2 separate regions of the Hordeum vulgare genome follow, and region 2 is linked to region 1. The links are chromatin contacts, called in public Hi-C maps. All regions are on one chromosome and are shown on one strand. The core of a region is the stretch at or near the end of the contact, and the rest is flanking DNA. Distances in the headings are between cores, read along the strand shown.

Region 1 (7,925 bases), core at 2,708-5,207:
TCCTGCAGAGCAGCTAGGTCGCTCTCATTGTTTATTCATGAGGCCCTTCGGCCTTAGTGTTTAGCATATGATTTGGCTGACTTCCTACAGGCCAAAGCAATACAGACGCGCGGTCATAAATGCCTCTTGTGGCTGATCTTTGTTGCTCTAACATGACTCTTTGGACCACGAAGAATAAGATGGTGATTCAGAGGATCTTCTTATGTCGCACTTGTGACGCTTTCTTCAAATTTCTTGCGTTCGTGCAGCACTGGCACCCATTCTCTAGGACAAGGGATCAGACACGCCTTGGCCTGATGTTGGATGCTCTTCAAGCTATGACAGGTCGCCTGCCTATCCAGCCCCCCTCTCATTGACATGACCACCCTTTTTTATGATTTCCTTCTGGGAGGGTTTCGGACGTGCGGACTGTGAAATTTATTGTGACACCCTTGATTGTAGACTTGATGCTTTATTTATAAAAGGACAGTGATCTGCGCTGGCGCGCCAGCCCAAATTTGGGCCAGTTGCACCATGTGCGTCGGATCTTGCCACCCTTGGCCGTCAAATCTCTCACTATCCTCTCATCACCTTATTGTCAACCTCGCGCGCGGGAGGAAAGGGAGAGGGAGGAGAGTGTCACCCCCGCACGTGTCGACCGCCTCGCCTTGCGTTCTCATCTTGCTTCACCGTTGGCCGTTGCCGGTTGCCGCCCTCGTCGTCCGTCTGCGTCGCCGGGCAAGGCCCTCGCCACGAGCTCCACCCATGCAACATATGCACCATGTGGTTGCATCTCCGTGAGGCTACGGTTGTAGCTCCGGTTGCGACGGCAACTGCTCGTCGGCACACTCATCACTGCTCATGCCCGTCGGTCTCCACCTCGTCCGTCGCACCTCACCCCCACTCTGTTGCCAATGCTGGAAAAAAAGATTCAACCCCGAGATGCAAAGGCTTCAACCCTAGATGAAAAAAGCTTCAACGACACTGCGAATTAGGGAAAGATACAACTGCTGACACAAAATGTTTTAATATTAGATAAAAAAAGTTTCAATCAAATGATAGAGAGAGCTTTAATCAAGCGCTGCCCAAAAATGAAAAAAAAATTAGACGTTTTAAGAAAAGCTTCAACTGTGGATGCAAAAAGTTTAAACTGTGTATATAAAAGCTTCAGCCGTTAAGAAAAAAAATTCCGATCAAACACTGCAACCAGAAAAAAAGCTGCAAACGTTGACACAAAAAACTTCGACCCTATATGAACAAAGCTTCAACCAGCTACCGACAACGGAAAAGATGTGGTTGCAGCCCGCGGTCACCTCGGTGATCGTCGTGGCGCACCCCAGCCGTCGTGGGGTTGTAACACGGGGACGTCGCTGTGGTAGCACTCCTTCGCCCCCGTTTGCATCATCTCTCGTGGTCTCGTCGCTCACCGTCGTCAGACACATCGGCTGTCGATGAAGTTTCATCAAGCGAAATAGGGTCGCACTAATGGAGTCCTCGCCGGAGCGCTGGCGAAGGTGCAACGCTCGCCGAAGGAAGGGAGGAGGGGGAGGAAGAAAAAGATAAGGCAAAAAAAAATAAGAACGTGAAGACGCTAGATCTACTGTGATTGAACGCGAGACACGCGACCGACCAAACATCTAGACCGACGCGCTGACGTAGAACGTTCCCTTTATAAAAGGGGCCAAAGCGTTCGGATTACTCCTAGAGCGGCCCTTATTGGTAGATGGACGGATTAAGTTCTCTGCAGAAGCTAGTGATGAAACAGTGCACTTAATGGAGTTGATGTTAAATAATTTGCCATCTTATCTACAACTTAAGTGCGGGCCAGCAAAAATTAATTGAAAACGCGCCATCTGACAACAACATGCAAGAATATCCAATCGTCTGTAGTACGGAGTGCTCGGCTTTGGATCTGAGCTGGATAGTTCAATGTTGCTCGCCCTAGACATGGTTTCCGCTGCATGTACCTGCACTGTCGCTGGCCGACTGCACAGCTTATACAGCAGTTAGATCAACTCGAGTGAAACGACTCAAATTGTTTGGATCGGCATGAATAAAATTAAAGGCCCAACGTCCCGATCTAAAACAAATTCATTTCGCGTCCGCGCAAATTCATTTCTGGTCTAAAATTGTGTGTGAAATACATCGGGGCGAACGCAAAGCTGACTCGATGCGCGCCTTCTCATGTCCGCACCCGTTTACACGTGACGCCCAGTCAAAACCAACGTCGTCTTTATTAACGATGACCGTCCACCACGGATCCATGCGTTAGCGACCCACATGCGTCTTTTTTAATTCAAGCGTGGATGGGGGGGAGGGGGCTCATCCTCTTCCAGAAATCGCCCCCATCCCCATCTAGCCACCCACTGCTCCCCCGCCGGCGGCAAACCCTAGCAACCACCATGGGGTTCTTCTCCGGGAAAGAAATGGGCAAGTCCCCCGTCGTCCTTGTCGGCGCGTTCCCGTCCGCCTCACTAAAGAGTCAGCGTACCAGTGCACCAGGCGAGGTGGTACTGGGAACACCGCGTTCCCTCCCCTACCCCGTCGTTACGCTGCCGCACGACTGGCATTTGGATCAGGAGAGGATCCCAGTGCCAGCGGTGCCGCGATCGGTGCGGGCGCTTGCGGAGGAGGTGAGGCGCCGACGGGACCACCCGATGCCAGATCATCGACACAACCCCGTCTACGCTATAAACTCCCTTGACTGGGAGGCCTGGTTCGCATGGGAGTGCGAGGAGCAGCGCCGACGTGGCGTCCGTGACGTGGTGGCTGGAGCGCCGTCGCCCCTCGTCGTGCGCGAAGAAGACCAGGAGGCGGAGGCTGCGTACAAGAACGCGCTGGCGGCTGTCTTGCTTGCGAGCGAGGAAGAGGCGCGAGTGAAGGAGAAGGAGAAGGAGGCATGTCATAAGCAGCTGACGGGGGCCATTGCGCTCTTCGCTGCCGGCGACTGCATCGTGCCGCCGCAGGCCCCGCCTGCCCCTGTCGAGCTAGGGTCGCTGGTTCTCAGGCCTGAGCTGTACACCTGGAACGGGGTGGCGTGCGAGTGGGTCAGCGCACCACCCGTCTGGTTGAGTGCGACTCCAAAGCAGGAGGCGGCCTACCTAGAGCACTCACGGCAGTGGCGGTGTCAGAGGAGGACGCAGAGGCCCGACGGATCGAGTTGATGGAGCGTAGGCCGAAGCTAAGGAGGAGGAGCGACGTGCTGCCCAGCGAGCGACGATGCAATGACCGGCGGAGCACATCGTCGCTGACTCGGAGACGACCTTCCGCTGGACTGGCCCGACGCCGGTGCTAGTCGACCTCACGAGTCTGAATGACGGCGACGAGGAGGACATCTAGGACAGCGCGTCTTCTTGTTTTTGTTTATTTAATTTTATGTTTAATATAATGTAGGCTATCTTCTTAAATGTTTAATTGATGGTTTTAATATATTTCAAATGTTCACATATTTTTTTTGCGTCGTCTAAAAATGGATCGCTAGTCGTGTTGGATGCAAGCGCAGGCCAAGTTATAAAAACCAACACGGATGTCTGTTGGACCGATTCAAACGAACAAAATACAAACATAGCATATGTTCATTTGATTTAGCCGGTTGAAGTTGTTCTTATCCCTTTCAATTACGATCTATCTCATCTCCGTGACTGCAACATGAAACAGTTTTTCTCTTTCCTTTCGGACTAAGGAGCTCACACGTTCCAGAATCCATTTAGCAACCCAAAATAGATGGCCTTGTCAGCTGTCACCTCTCCTCATATTTTGTGTTCTGATGACACGTACACACGGTGGGTTTTCTAGTATTGTCCTGAACTCGTTTTTTTCCTTTGCCTAGCTTTTTTGGTTCTGGTTCAAAAAAGACATTGTATTTCCCTTATATCTATAACGGAAAGGAGAAAACCCCGGTTCGAAAAAAAGCTGCCACCTCTCCCCGTTCGTGTTGCATTTTGAGAATGGAGACGAGACCTGGCCGTAGCCTCCTTTTTTCCCCTATGAGCGAGAGAGAAGAACTGCCGCTCTTGTGCGAAGCGATGTCCAGCTTCGTACAGAACGGAGAAGCTGGCGACTTTAAATGGGCTGAACCATTTACGGGTTGCAGCGCCCCGATTTCGGGAACCTTCTAGAGATTTCAATCGGATTTTTTCGGTTTCGGCAAACTTTTAGAAGGATCCCTGTACAGGTTTTATTATTTTATTTTTTATTTATTCTTTTCTTTTCTATTTCTTTCCTAAAAATGTTCTTGATTTAAAAAAAAGTTCTATATTTTTGAAAATTTGTTCTCAGTTTCAAAATGTGTTATTAAGATTTAAATTTATTTTTAAGATTTAAAATGTTAGTGCTTTAAAAAGTTATTCACGCTTCCAAATTTTCCCTTTAAAAAAAATGTTCTCCATTTCAAAATTTTGTTCTTAAGATTCAAGAACTGTTTCTGCTTTCAAAAATTGTTCGCGTTTCTAAATTGGATCAGCAATTTCCAAAATTGTTCTCAGTTTCAATATTTGTTCTCAAGATTCAACAAATGTTCGTGCTTTAAATTTGTTTGGTTTTTTCAAAATTGTTCACGATTTCAAAATTTTGTTCTCAAGATTCATAAAATGTTCGTGCTTTCAAAAATTGTTTGCGCTTCCAAATTTGTTCAGGATTTTTCAAAATTGTTCTTGGTTTCAAAATTTGTTCTCAAGATTCAAAAACAAATCATGCTTTAAAAATCTGCTCCCTCTTTCAAATTTGTTCGGGGTTTTTTAAAAATTCTTCTCATTTTCAAAATTTTGTTCTCAAGATTCAAAAAATGTTCGTGCTTTGAAAACTTGTTCGTGCTTCCAAATTTGTTCCGGATTTTTCAAAATTGTTTTCGGTTTCAAAATTTGTTCTTAAGAAAATGGTCGTGCTTTAAAAATTTGTTCGCTCTTTCAAATTAGTTCGGGGTTTTAAAAAAATTATCCTTTTCTAAATTTTGTTCTCAATATTCAAAAAATATTCATGCTTTAAAAAATTGTTCGCGCTTCCAAATTTGTTTAGGATTTTTCAAAATTGTTCTCTGTTTCAAATTTGTTCTCAAGATTGAAAAAATGTTCGTTCTTTAAAAATTTGTTCACTTTTTCAAAATTTTGTTCTCAAGATTTAGAAAATATTCATGCTTTAAAAAATTCTTCACAACTTTGCGAAATTGTTTTTAGTTTCAAAATTTGTTGTCAAGATTCAAAAAATGCTTGTGCTTTAAATTTTTTCTTAAATTTCGAATGATCTTGCTTTTAAAAAAGTTCCAAATTTAATAATTTTATCATTTTTCAAACTTCCCTCATGAATTCAAAAAATGTTCTAGATTTTAAAAAAATTGTTCTTCAAATTAAAAAATAATTGTTTGCTTCAAATGCACAAGTAAAAGGAAAAACGCAGAAAAAAGGAAGGAAATAAGCAGAAATGAAAAAAAATGTTCATGGATTTCAAAAAATGATTGTTGTTTCAAAATTTGTTCAAATTTTCCAAAACATTCAGAATAAAAAATACATGGAATATGAGAATTCATTGTTATTTCCAAAAATATTCGGCATTGGATTGTTTTCCAAAATTTTCAAAAAAATCAAATATTTGTAAAAGTTCTATTAAACATGTCGCTTAGGTGGTATCTTAAAGGAATGTGATTTTATGACAAGTAGTACTCGCCTTGTCCGTTTTAGTGGCAGCGCCTCGTCCGTTTCAATGAGTTTTTTAAGTTGTGAAAGTGCTAATGGCTGGTCCGGGTCGCAGGACGTCTGTGCATGTGCGCGCTGTTGGACGTACAAAACGGTCAATACAAGTTCCTTCTCCCGCTTCTGGCCAACCCTTTTTTTCGAGTTATGGGTACTGACCAACCTTCGTCAGCTTGTGTGCCCACATATTTCCTTCGAGTTTTTTTGCGGGAATATTTCCTTTGAGTTGGAAGCCCTAAAGATTTGAACTAAGGATAGGTAGCCCTAGAATGAAAAATGACAGACCTACGAAACATCGGAGCAACTATCTCAGGAGCTCTCCTTCAAGAGCCTCTCAAGGGTCATTGTGAGACGTCGTCATTTTATGCATTTTCAGCCGTAGTCACGTATCGCGTTTTGAACGTTTCCTTCTAGAAAATAATCGCTCGTAATTTTGGGTTTACATGATTTTTTCTGGATACTTTTGGTGTTTCGGTTTTCCGCCTATCTTTCTTATATTTTGAATGAAAAAGATTTGATTCTTTTTGCACAGGAAAACACTTTTTTTCAAGAGGCACGGATTTTGTTTCCGCGAGAGGCCTCTTGAAAATGAAAAAATATGTTTTCCTTTTTTTCTTTCTCGAGAGACACGAATTTGCTTTCACGAGAGGCACGGTCATCCTCTCGAAAATAGAAAGAAACATGTTTTTCTTTCTTTCCTTTCTCGAAAGATACATTTTTTCTTCCGCTAGATGCATGGATTTCCTTTTACGAGAGGCACGGTCATGCTTAAATGAAAAAAAAACATGTTTATTTTTCTACATGAGCATTGTTTTTGCTTATGCAAGAGGTACGGATTTTTTTTCCGCGAGAAACACGGTCGTGCCTCTTGGAAACCAAGACAACACGTTTTATTTGCAAGAGACACGGTTTTGCATCCACGGAAGGCACGACCGCGCCTCTGGGAAATGAAAAAAGATGTTTTCTTTTTTTCCGTGAAAGACACGGTTTTGCTTTTCACGAATGACACTGATTTGTTTTCGCAAAAGCGCAGTTTTTTAAGACTTTTCTATCTATTTTTTGTTTAAAAAAGTTTAACAAAATGCATCAACATGAAATCTAGTTTTTAAAGATCTTAACGTGAGAAAACCTACGATAAAAATGGTTCACAATTTAGACGCATGGTTTAAAAAATAAAACATTTTAAATTAATGAATCTATAAAACAAGAAAAACTTCAGAATGTGACAACTAAAATCATACAATGCGTCATTTATCGCAACCTCAGAATGTGAAAGTAACTTTAAAAAAGTATTGCTCAATTAGTGATTTTGACCAAACATCTTTCACCCTAAAAGGCCTAAACAAACACCCTCGTGAATTTTATGGTGGGCCCATGGCCTCACTAATATCCAATTAAGCACTGCAAAATCATCTCGTAACCCCCCTCAACACAGCGCGACTCTAGCTTCCTTCACCGACGAAGTAACAGTGCACGCGCTAGCATGCCCGAGTGATCCTTACAAGTACAAATGCCCGTGCGTTGCACCGGGCGAAAAATAATAACATCAAAATCCATCACCGCACACACAATCTGCCTCATCCACTTAAATACGGTAACCCATCCGTCTCATAGTTATCCTTCTTTCTACCATTAGGTCGTTCACCTTGTCGCACATGTGTGAACATGGTCAATCTTGAGGCGATAAACTCACCCACCACAATGCCATTTAACCACACTGGCATAAGAGAACATTTATAACTTTAAAAACTAATCTTGCTGAGCTAGACCGTGAGGGCCGCCTTCCTTGAATTGCTTCCTAATGTTCGTGATTGTTACATACTAAAAAATTTCTCACAACCAATATTTATTAATTTGGTACAATTTATATAATATCAACCTTCAAATTTGGAGTACAGCAAATGAAAAGAAGATGAAACATAATTATTTGCAACAAAAATCTAAATTGTTAACAAATCACCTAATGATATACACATTTCCATCTATAGATCTTCAAAACATACTACTACAAAAAAAAAGCATAGGTTCATTACGAACAAACTGAGATTTATCAGCAAACCACTCGGGAGGGTAGTACAATTTGTTCACATTGACAAAGCATTGTCCTACTTGCTTTAGAGAATTAAGAATGATACTAATTTAAAAATTAGTTTTTACATCCATATCATACATCTATGTACGCAGATGAAGCTAATGGTAGTGATACAAATCAAAAAGTGGCTAATCAATCGGCATGACTATCGCCGTCAGGCATTTGTGCTA
Region 2 (7,925 bases), core at 1,896-4,395, 640 kb before region 1:
TCAACCTCCTTAGAAAAACTGTCCTGGACAATGACATTTTATATGGCTTTCTCATATAGAGTGGTTTTATTATTTATGAAATTTTCTGTCAGGTATGCACATATGATGCTCTCTGGTTTCTTGAGTTTCTGTCTCGTATCTTGATGAAACCATCTTAATCGTATCTAGGAGTGGTGGACATATGTTTGTATGGGCCCTTCTGATCCTCAACCAAATTGGCACCTTGGGATGCGCGGAACCCAGCATCGGGCAGTGATGTGGAGAGCATGGAAGGAGGGTGGCACAGGATTTCTCTACTGGGGTACCAACTGCTACGAGAAGGCTATGATTCCAAGTGCAGAGGTACGCTATACATTGGAAAACCTCTTGATACAATGAGGTGACATTAATCTGAAGGGCGTGATCATTTTCTATATAAATAATTTGTGTGAAAGTTGCCTGTTAGTTTTGTTCCGGTAACATGTGGGGTGCAAGTTTGAAATATCTCCTGGTTCAAGTACCAAACCCTTGTTCAAGCACCAAATTGACAAAAAATTCCAAGTATTTTTTGGAGGTTGTTCCTAAGGGCTTGTACAACGCCCGGCGCTTAGCACGGGCGCCAGGATCAGATTCCTGGTTGTTTGGGCAGTTACCACTGGAATCACAACGATATGTGTAGCATCGGCGCGAGACCGTGCACCGAGCACTTCATTGTTTTTCTTCTCAGGCGAAGCCCCCTGGTAGTTCAATTTAACCATGTAATTAGGGCCTGCCGTTGTAAGGTAGGGCACTTAGGCACTTTTTTAATTTTGTAATATTAATTCTTTTCACTGTTAGCATCTTCACAAGCGTTTACCGTTGTAGATGCCCTAATACATCAAACATCTCTTAAAAAGTTCTAGTAGATTCATTTTGTGTTGGAAGAATTGAAAAGGAGATATGCTGGTATGTTATAAGTTTTAAAATAATGTTTGTGTTGCATTATAAGCAAGAAAACATGATTTATGATACTTGCTTGCTCATGGAAGTTTCAAGTTCACATTCATATTTTGTTGCTAGACATGGAGGTAGTTGGCCTGCATGAAATATGATTGTTGTTTTATGTTCCCATCTATGAACTTGATTGGGAATAGTTCAAATTTATTGTATTTGGTGCTCATATTATAAAAAAGCTACGGTATTTTTGAGAAATATTACCTGCACATGGGTTTGGATGTTGAACTCCTATGCATACAAGATGCTTGCTGTTGTGTAACAAGTATAAATGTGTAGAAAGTGAGAAGATAGTTTTCTTACTAAAGTAAGACTATAGAGGTATAATGAAGATGTATCTAGTAACTCTTATTTTAGCGTATATATGGATGATATTTATAGGTTTGAGATTGTCTTATGTTCTATTACCTCCTTTTCGGTTTACTAGGCATGTGCGTATCCCTAAATCTATAATTTGACCAACATAAGATTAGTTGTATAGTCTAAAGATTACACCACAAGGAGTATATGATTTGAAGTTTCTAATGATATACCGTTTGTGATATAACTTGTATTACGTTGATCTATTTGTCAACCTAGAGATACACGCAAGCCTAATAAAACCGGAAAGGAGGTAGTATGTTTAATCTTAAACTGCACTTTCAGCATTTGTATTGTTATACGATTTAGTGCTTTAATATACCATTTCCTGTTAATTCAGGTATCTGACATCATTATTCTGACTTCAATGTTTATTTTGCATTTCAGATATAGACTGTGTTTTTGTTTACTTGGTATATTATGTTTGCTCTTATTCTCAAACATGTGTGGTTGCAGATCTGTTTCCGACGCGGCCTTCCTCCAGGCGACGGGGTTCTGTTTTACCCTGGTGAGGTGTTTTCTTCGTCGAAGGAACCAGTTGCATCCCTCAGGCTTGAACGCATTCTCAGTGGCATGCAGGTGATGCTTTTTTTTTTTTGAAAATGCTACTCCCTCCGTTCACTGTTATAAGATGTTTTAACCTTTTTTGATTCTGATGTATATAGATGCATTTTAGTGTGCTTGTTCACTCATTTCAGTCCGTATGTAGTTCATATTGAAATATCCAAAACATCTTATATTTGTGAAGGGAGTGAGTAGTTCATTTTTGTCCTATTTCACGAGTTCACCTTACCTTTTGTTTTCCAAGGGTACAACTTTTGGCTAGATTGGTTACAATAATCAAATGAATTCTTCGAGATTTCCACTTTAAACAGAAACTTACTCCTAGCTAACACTTGTTTCTCGATTTTGTAACGCAGGACATTGAATACTTGAACCTTTACTCCTCAAAGTACGGCAGGGAGGAGGCCTTGGCCCTCCTGGAGAAGACCGGCGCGTATCTTGGCCCGGATCGCTATGCACATGATCATGGGCCAGTCGACGTGATGCGCGGTGAGGTATACCGCACCTGCAGTTCTTAGGGCAGCCATGGGTACCTGTCATTGTCGTTCTTTTCTTCCATTGCAGCACATCTGTTGTTGTACATGGCTTGTTATACACTGTATTAGCCAACTGATGAAATACAGCACTTTTGATCAAACTCGTCAATGCTAATAGTAGTTGTAGATACTTGTACTAAATCAACGACAATTGATATGGATTCTGAGGGAGCAGTACAATATGGTAGCGTGGGCATCCGAGCCTTGTACATATACGGGCGCTCTTTCTGAATCGTGTCTGTTTTTCTGTTTGTGCTGCGCCCGCCATGATGAATCGCTTGCTGTCGAGAGTTTTCAGTTGAACAGTACCTGAAGAGTGGGAGACAGAAACCATACCTGGAAAGAGTTTTTCGCCAAAAGAGCCCCAGGACACTTGAAGGGCCTAGTCAAATAAGGAATTGACTGGCCGACAACGCCAGGCTGCCTCCTTCACCACTGGTACGGACCCATATGTCTCAAACGAATCCCCTTGTAAAGAAAATCTATCCCAGCGAATATCTCGTCTGCCAGCTTTTGGCTACGCGCAGCCAGCGACACATCGAAAACCATTTAAAATGTTGTGGCCCAGGGCCACGACACGGGCAGATGGGCCCCAGCCCAGCTGTTCTCTTATCCGGGCCCTTAACTCGCTCCGGCTTCTTCCTGCTCTACCCTACCCTCCTCTTTTTTCTTTTCCTGCGAGTTGCCCTACCTTCCTCCAAGTTGTACGGACATAGTGCGTGCTGCCTACACGCAACAGCATCATGGGCCACACACACGGGCACGGCAGGCACCCCTCTGGAGCTCGATGTGCATTTTATTATTTGCCAGAAAAATCCGTGGCATCGGTTCTGATTTCATCAAGTGACACAATGCCACAATGGTGCCCTGTCCCTCTCCAGTCTGGTAGCCCCATCACCTTGGCCCCCGGCGGCCAGAGCCCTTCCAGGATCTGGCCAATAGTATACGTTGTTTGTGTCATCCTTTATTATCGCACAAGATTAACCTTGTTGGGGAGGGGAGGTTGGGCGGGTCCGCACAAGTGGACAGTCATTATCTCAGATCCATCATCATTCCAAAGGATCCCCGGCATCTCCCTTGTCAATTAGCTCTTGCCTTGATCCGCACCGCCCGCACAAAGTTTAGTTTAATTGAAAAGCTTCTTCTCTCACTGCTTATGTGCTCGCCACTTGGCCGATCTACTCCAGCTGTTAGTACTTCCTTCGTCACAGTTTATAAAGCATGCACGTGTACCTATGTCGTTAATTTAAGTTAAACTAAACTTTAGATGTTCTATTTTTTAATAATATAATTTTAAATGTTCTATTTTTTAATAATATAATTTTTATGTTAAACAATATATTTTATATAAGTTCAATTGACGACCTAGATATACGTACATGTCTTATAAACTGTGACGGAGGGAGTATTATGGGTCTACTCAGGTTTGATTATGTGACGTCTTCTCTTCTCTACTTTTGAGTCGTATCGTAACCTCCTCCTGCGTTATTGCACTAGGCTGACTGTAGCCGCGAGATTCTTCCACTGGCGACACCCGTGGTGCTGTTGCCATTGACCAGATGCATCACCATCAGCATCAGCACACCAGACAGCCGGTGCTATTGGTTCAAGGTATCTAGGCTGAATGAACACCGTCCGTTAGATTAGCAGAAGCAGCGGCCTAAGTACGGACGGGTAGCAGTTTACGCAGCACCGTCCTCTGTCATATCTTCATTTTGGAGCATTCCAGAAAGAACGAAACAACCCGAGAGGAAACGGCGCCGCCTGTCCAGTCTTGCGGCCGGCGCCGATGATCTTACGCGACTGCCGGTGGCTGCACGGCCATCCGATGCTTTTGTCTGATGATCTCATGGGGCAACGACCCGGCCGTTCTCTCGTCTTGGCAAGGACCTGCACCGCGGCTCGCTCGCTGTTGTGGTTGATCGCAGTTTCTGTTGAGAGTTTCGGTTACAGACGGTTGTCCTTGTCCGGCCTGCCTGACGTCGACGCCGATCCATGTGCAGTTTTGTGTTAGCTGCGACGCCGCTCACGCTCAGCTCGCCCGCGTATCTCCGGGCCGCACGAGATCGTGATGAACGAGAACGATCGGATCCTTGATGAGACTGAACCGGAAAGAGGTAACCGCACAAGGATGCTAAGGTGGAACCATGGAAGAAACACAATGAAGGAACTGTCAAGTGTCAAGTGTCAAGTGCTGTTCATGAGCAAGTGCAGCAGTTCACTTCTCACGCCATAGAAAGTTACGTAGATACGTACTAGCGGCAGTGCGCGTTGGTCAATCAGATCAGCTGCTTGAGGTTCCTCTTGCGCGGAAACGGCTTACTTTTCACCCAAGGGCCCGGGCCGGGGCGCGATGGTGGGTTCCACCCAATGGTATGGTTTCTTTTCGATTCCCCAGGACAGGACAGGAGGCTCCCCGTGAATGATTGAATTGTTGCGTATGGCCCGTTTGTCTCCAACTGCTTGGCCGTAGCGGCCAGCCTTTCCTTTTCGTCCGGGAGCTGATTATATTTTTGCCAAAGGCGTCTTCTCTCTCCCGTTTTATAGTATTTCATTTCAAAATCGCGATAACAGTACGGTCACAGTCACGGCCATGCGAAACGGTTTCCACCTTTCGTTCTGGGGTGTTGATTGATGCAAAGATTTACTCTACTCCCGGTTCACCGTTGGTTGGCTTTTAGCAAATCTAGGGGCGCAGGTGGAGGCCTTTCGTCCCCGTGGAACGGCGGTGCCGCACGGCGAGAGAGGAGCGGAAAAGATCTGTGGCGGAGAGAGAGGACCACCAGCAAATGGGGAATGTGTGACTGTGAGCTTGCGAGAGCTGGAACCAGAAAGAATAGACCGTCGAACAATGCAAATAGACATGCATGAACCCAAATGAGGATAAAATTTCGTGTTTTTGACCCCTTTTTAAATTAAACCGAGATCTGATCCACGTTTATAAAAAAATCGAGATCTGATATTTTTTCTATCGTGAATCCATATTAATGTAGGGTATAACAACCTACCGTCAAGGTCCCTGACGGTATGAAAAGAGGCTACCGTCATAGGCGTTGGCGGTAAGAGATGCACCCCTACCGCCAAGGTGTCTCGCGGTAGGGTGCGTGCGTGTAGACTTAGAATTTTTTACGGTAGGCGTGTAACCCTACCGCGAGAGACCTTGGTGGTAAGTTGTTATACCCTACTATCGTGGGGTTTGGCGGTAGGAAAAATGTGAGATCTCGAAATTTTTATAAACGTAGATCAAATCTGGATTTACTTCAACAAAAAGGTCAAAAAACGAAATTTAGCCCCAAATGGGAGGGAATATCCATGTACTGGTTCCTTTCATAAAAATATTTAGACGGATGCAATATATTTGTCCTATCTATTAGTTATAAGGCAGTTTACTTGCACAGTTACACGTAGCCTCACCCTACCGACATTAATTTACTCGAATATTTGGCACCCGTATAGTCCAAAGAGCGGCCTCTTCCTTGATGATGGCGAGCATGATTAGTCGTGGTGCAGACTTGTGTCAGAAGACCTATGCGTTACGCTCGTTCCACATGACTCAAGAAGAGAGCATAGTTACGACAACCATGGCCTTTCAATTAGGTCGATAAGCATCCGACATGCCAGTCCACCAAGCTTGGATGGAATGAATGGTGCTTCATGATGAAGGGTCGGTGAGTGGAGATGAAGTGACCCCCTAATCATCCCCCAACGCCTAATGGTGAAGCAACACTTGAAGAAGAGATGACCAACAAATTCGGGCTCTTTCTTGCAAAGTTGACACATGCCATAATTTGGCCACCCCCATTTTCCAATCTATCGCCAGTTATTTTTGATAGGTAATCAAATGAAGAATTTGACCTTCAAGGGGGAGGGGGAGGTCCATACCGTGAACTCCGTGCACGAAGTAGTGAGGCCAATAATTGCATCTTATAAGCATAACCGCTGAGTAGTACCCACTAGCCACATGCTTCCATGTGATGTCATCCTTGCCCTTAATGAGATGAACCTAGCATAATTGGACCCAAGGAAAGGCGATTTGGCGAATGCGCTCAATTGTCCAATTCTCGGTTAGCTTGACTTTGGAGAGCCATGCACCCTCTCTCATGGCCTCGACCACTTTCCACATCTTTCTAGTGGACACATCATAAATCAACGACGCAATCTCCCAAGGTCGCACCCCATTGAGACAAGGGGGGTCCCAGAAAGGTGCCTGCTCCTACCAATGGTGATAGTGGTGGAGGCGTAGAACAAGTCAAGATCTTTGTCATCGCAAGGGTTTCCCATACCCACCCACATTTTATTGGGCTCCTTCCAATTGAACTGAAGTTATCGCAAAAGAAGGGCACACGCAAACTTGAATAGGTTGAGGATACCGAGGCCGCCAAGGTTTAGGAACGACAAGTGATTCCCCAGTTGACCTTGCATTTTGCATCAATGGTTCCGTCCCTTCTGGACCAAAGGAAAGCCCATTCAATATTGTTGATTCTAAAAAAGTGTTACATCGACCAGAGCGGGGCCGATTGGGTGATTTTTACAAATTCTTCACCGAGGAATTACTAGTGGGGGATTTATCAAAGTGACGAAATACTGACTGCGGATAAAGTACTCAAGTGCAAGCATAACATGGCAATAGCAAAGTCGACATGATGAAATGAGGCATACAAGAGTACAAGTAGCGAGCAATCACAATAAGCAGGTGCAAGAGAAGGTGACTAAAGAATTTGGATTGAGGAAATTGAGAAAGTCTTTAGTGAAAGTCTTCAAATAGTAACAATCAATTTCATCAACAAGTAAATGAGGAAATGAAAGGGTTAAGGAAATAGAACCAGTTGCTCGGTGAAGATAATGATTTGGTCTACCAGTTCCAACTGTTGTGACAGTCGCATGTATGGTTTGGAGCGGCTTGGTATTTAGATCAAAGGACACACAGCCCCAGGACACACACTCTTTGCCATATTTTTCTTGAGCTAGAGTCACACAGACCCTGCCAAATCACTCGTGGTAAGTGTTCAAGGTAGACTTCCAAACCTTCAGAAACTCGGTCACCTGAGGATCCATAGTTTCCTCTTGGATGCTCTTGATCATGATGCCCAATCGTCTAGAAGATACACAATCTTCAAAGGTAAAAAAGTAGTAGTTCCACACGAAACAATCTCTTAAGTGATGCTCAATTACTTCTAGGTTTTAGGTGTTTGGGTTTTGGGCTTTTCCTCACAAATGGTTCTCACAAAGTCGTCGGAGGAAGGGTTGTTCTAAATGACTCTAGTTAATATCTCTCAGAGCAGCCAACCAGCTAGTGGTTGTGGGGGCGGCTATTTATAGCGAGGGTGCAACCCGATATGATAAGACATAATTGCCCCTAATAATATGACCGTTATAAGGATAAGATCCTTTGGACAACTCGCGCTAAGCACAGTAGCGGTCGACAATTTGAACTCTCAAATTCCCGAGGGCTATCATATTCCTCATGATAGGCAATTCATACCGGCGAAATCC

Evidence for each region. A called contact is a pair of places that touch in the nucleus more often than the background predicts.
Region 2: a contact with region 1 is called in a Hi-C map of seedling, with 2.6 times the contacts expected there. The contact joins two enhancer-like sites. A contact is called at or near these places in 3 of 6 Hi-C or Micro-C datasets (leaf and seedling).

Annotation. Positions count from the first base shown.
Region 1 is chr2H:139,136,158-139,144,082 of MorexV3_pseudomolecules_assembly, reverse strand. No RefSeq gene overlaps it. Among protein-coding and RNA genes, the nearest start is that of LOC123429799, 39 kb to the left of the region's middle. Within about 2 kb of position 3,957, at least 2 of the 3 cell types and tissues checked have open chromatin away from gene starts, as enhancers often do. A contact at or near this core is called in seedling, where this site is marked.
Region 2 is chr2H:139,771,516-139,779,440 of MorexV3_pseudomolecules_assembly, reverse strand. LOC123425565 reads left to right here. Exons shown (of 16, transcript XM_045109255.1): 14 at 169-342; 15 at 1,789-1,911; 16 at 2,253-2,664. The coding sequence ends at 2,414. Among protein-coding and RNA genes, the nearest start is that of LOC123425565, 12 kb to the left of the region's middle. Within about 2 kb of position 3,145, at least 3 of the 3 cell types and tissues checked have open chromatin away from gene starts, as enhancers often do. A contact at or near this core is called in seedling, where this site is marked.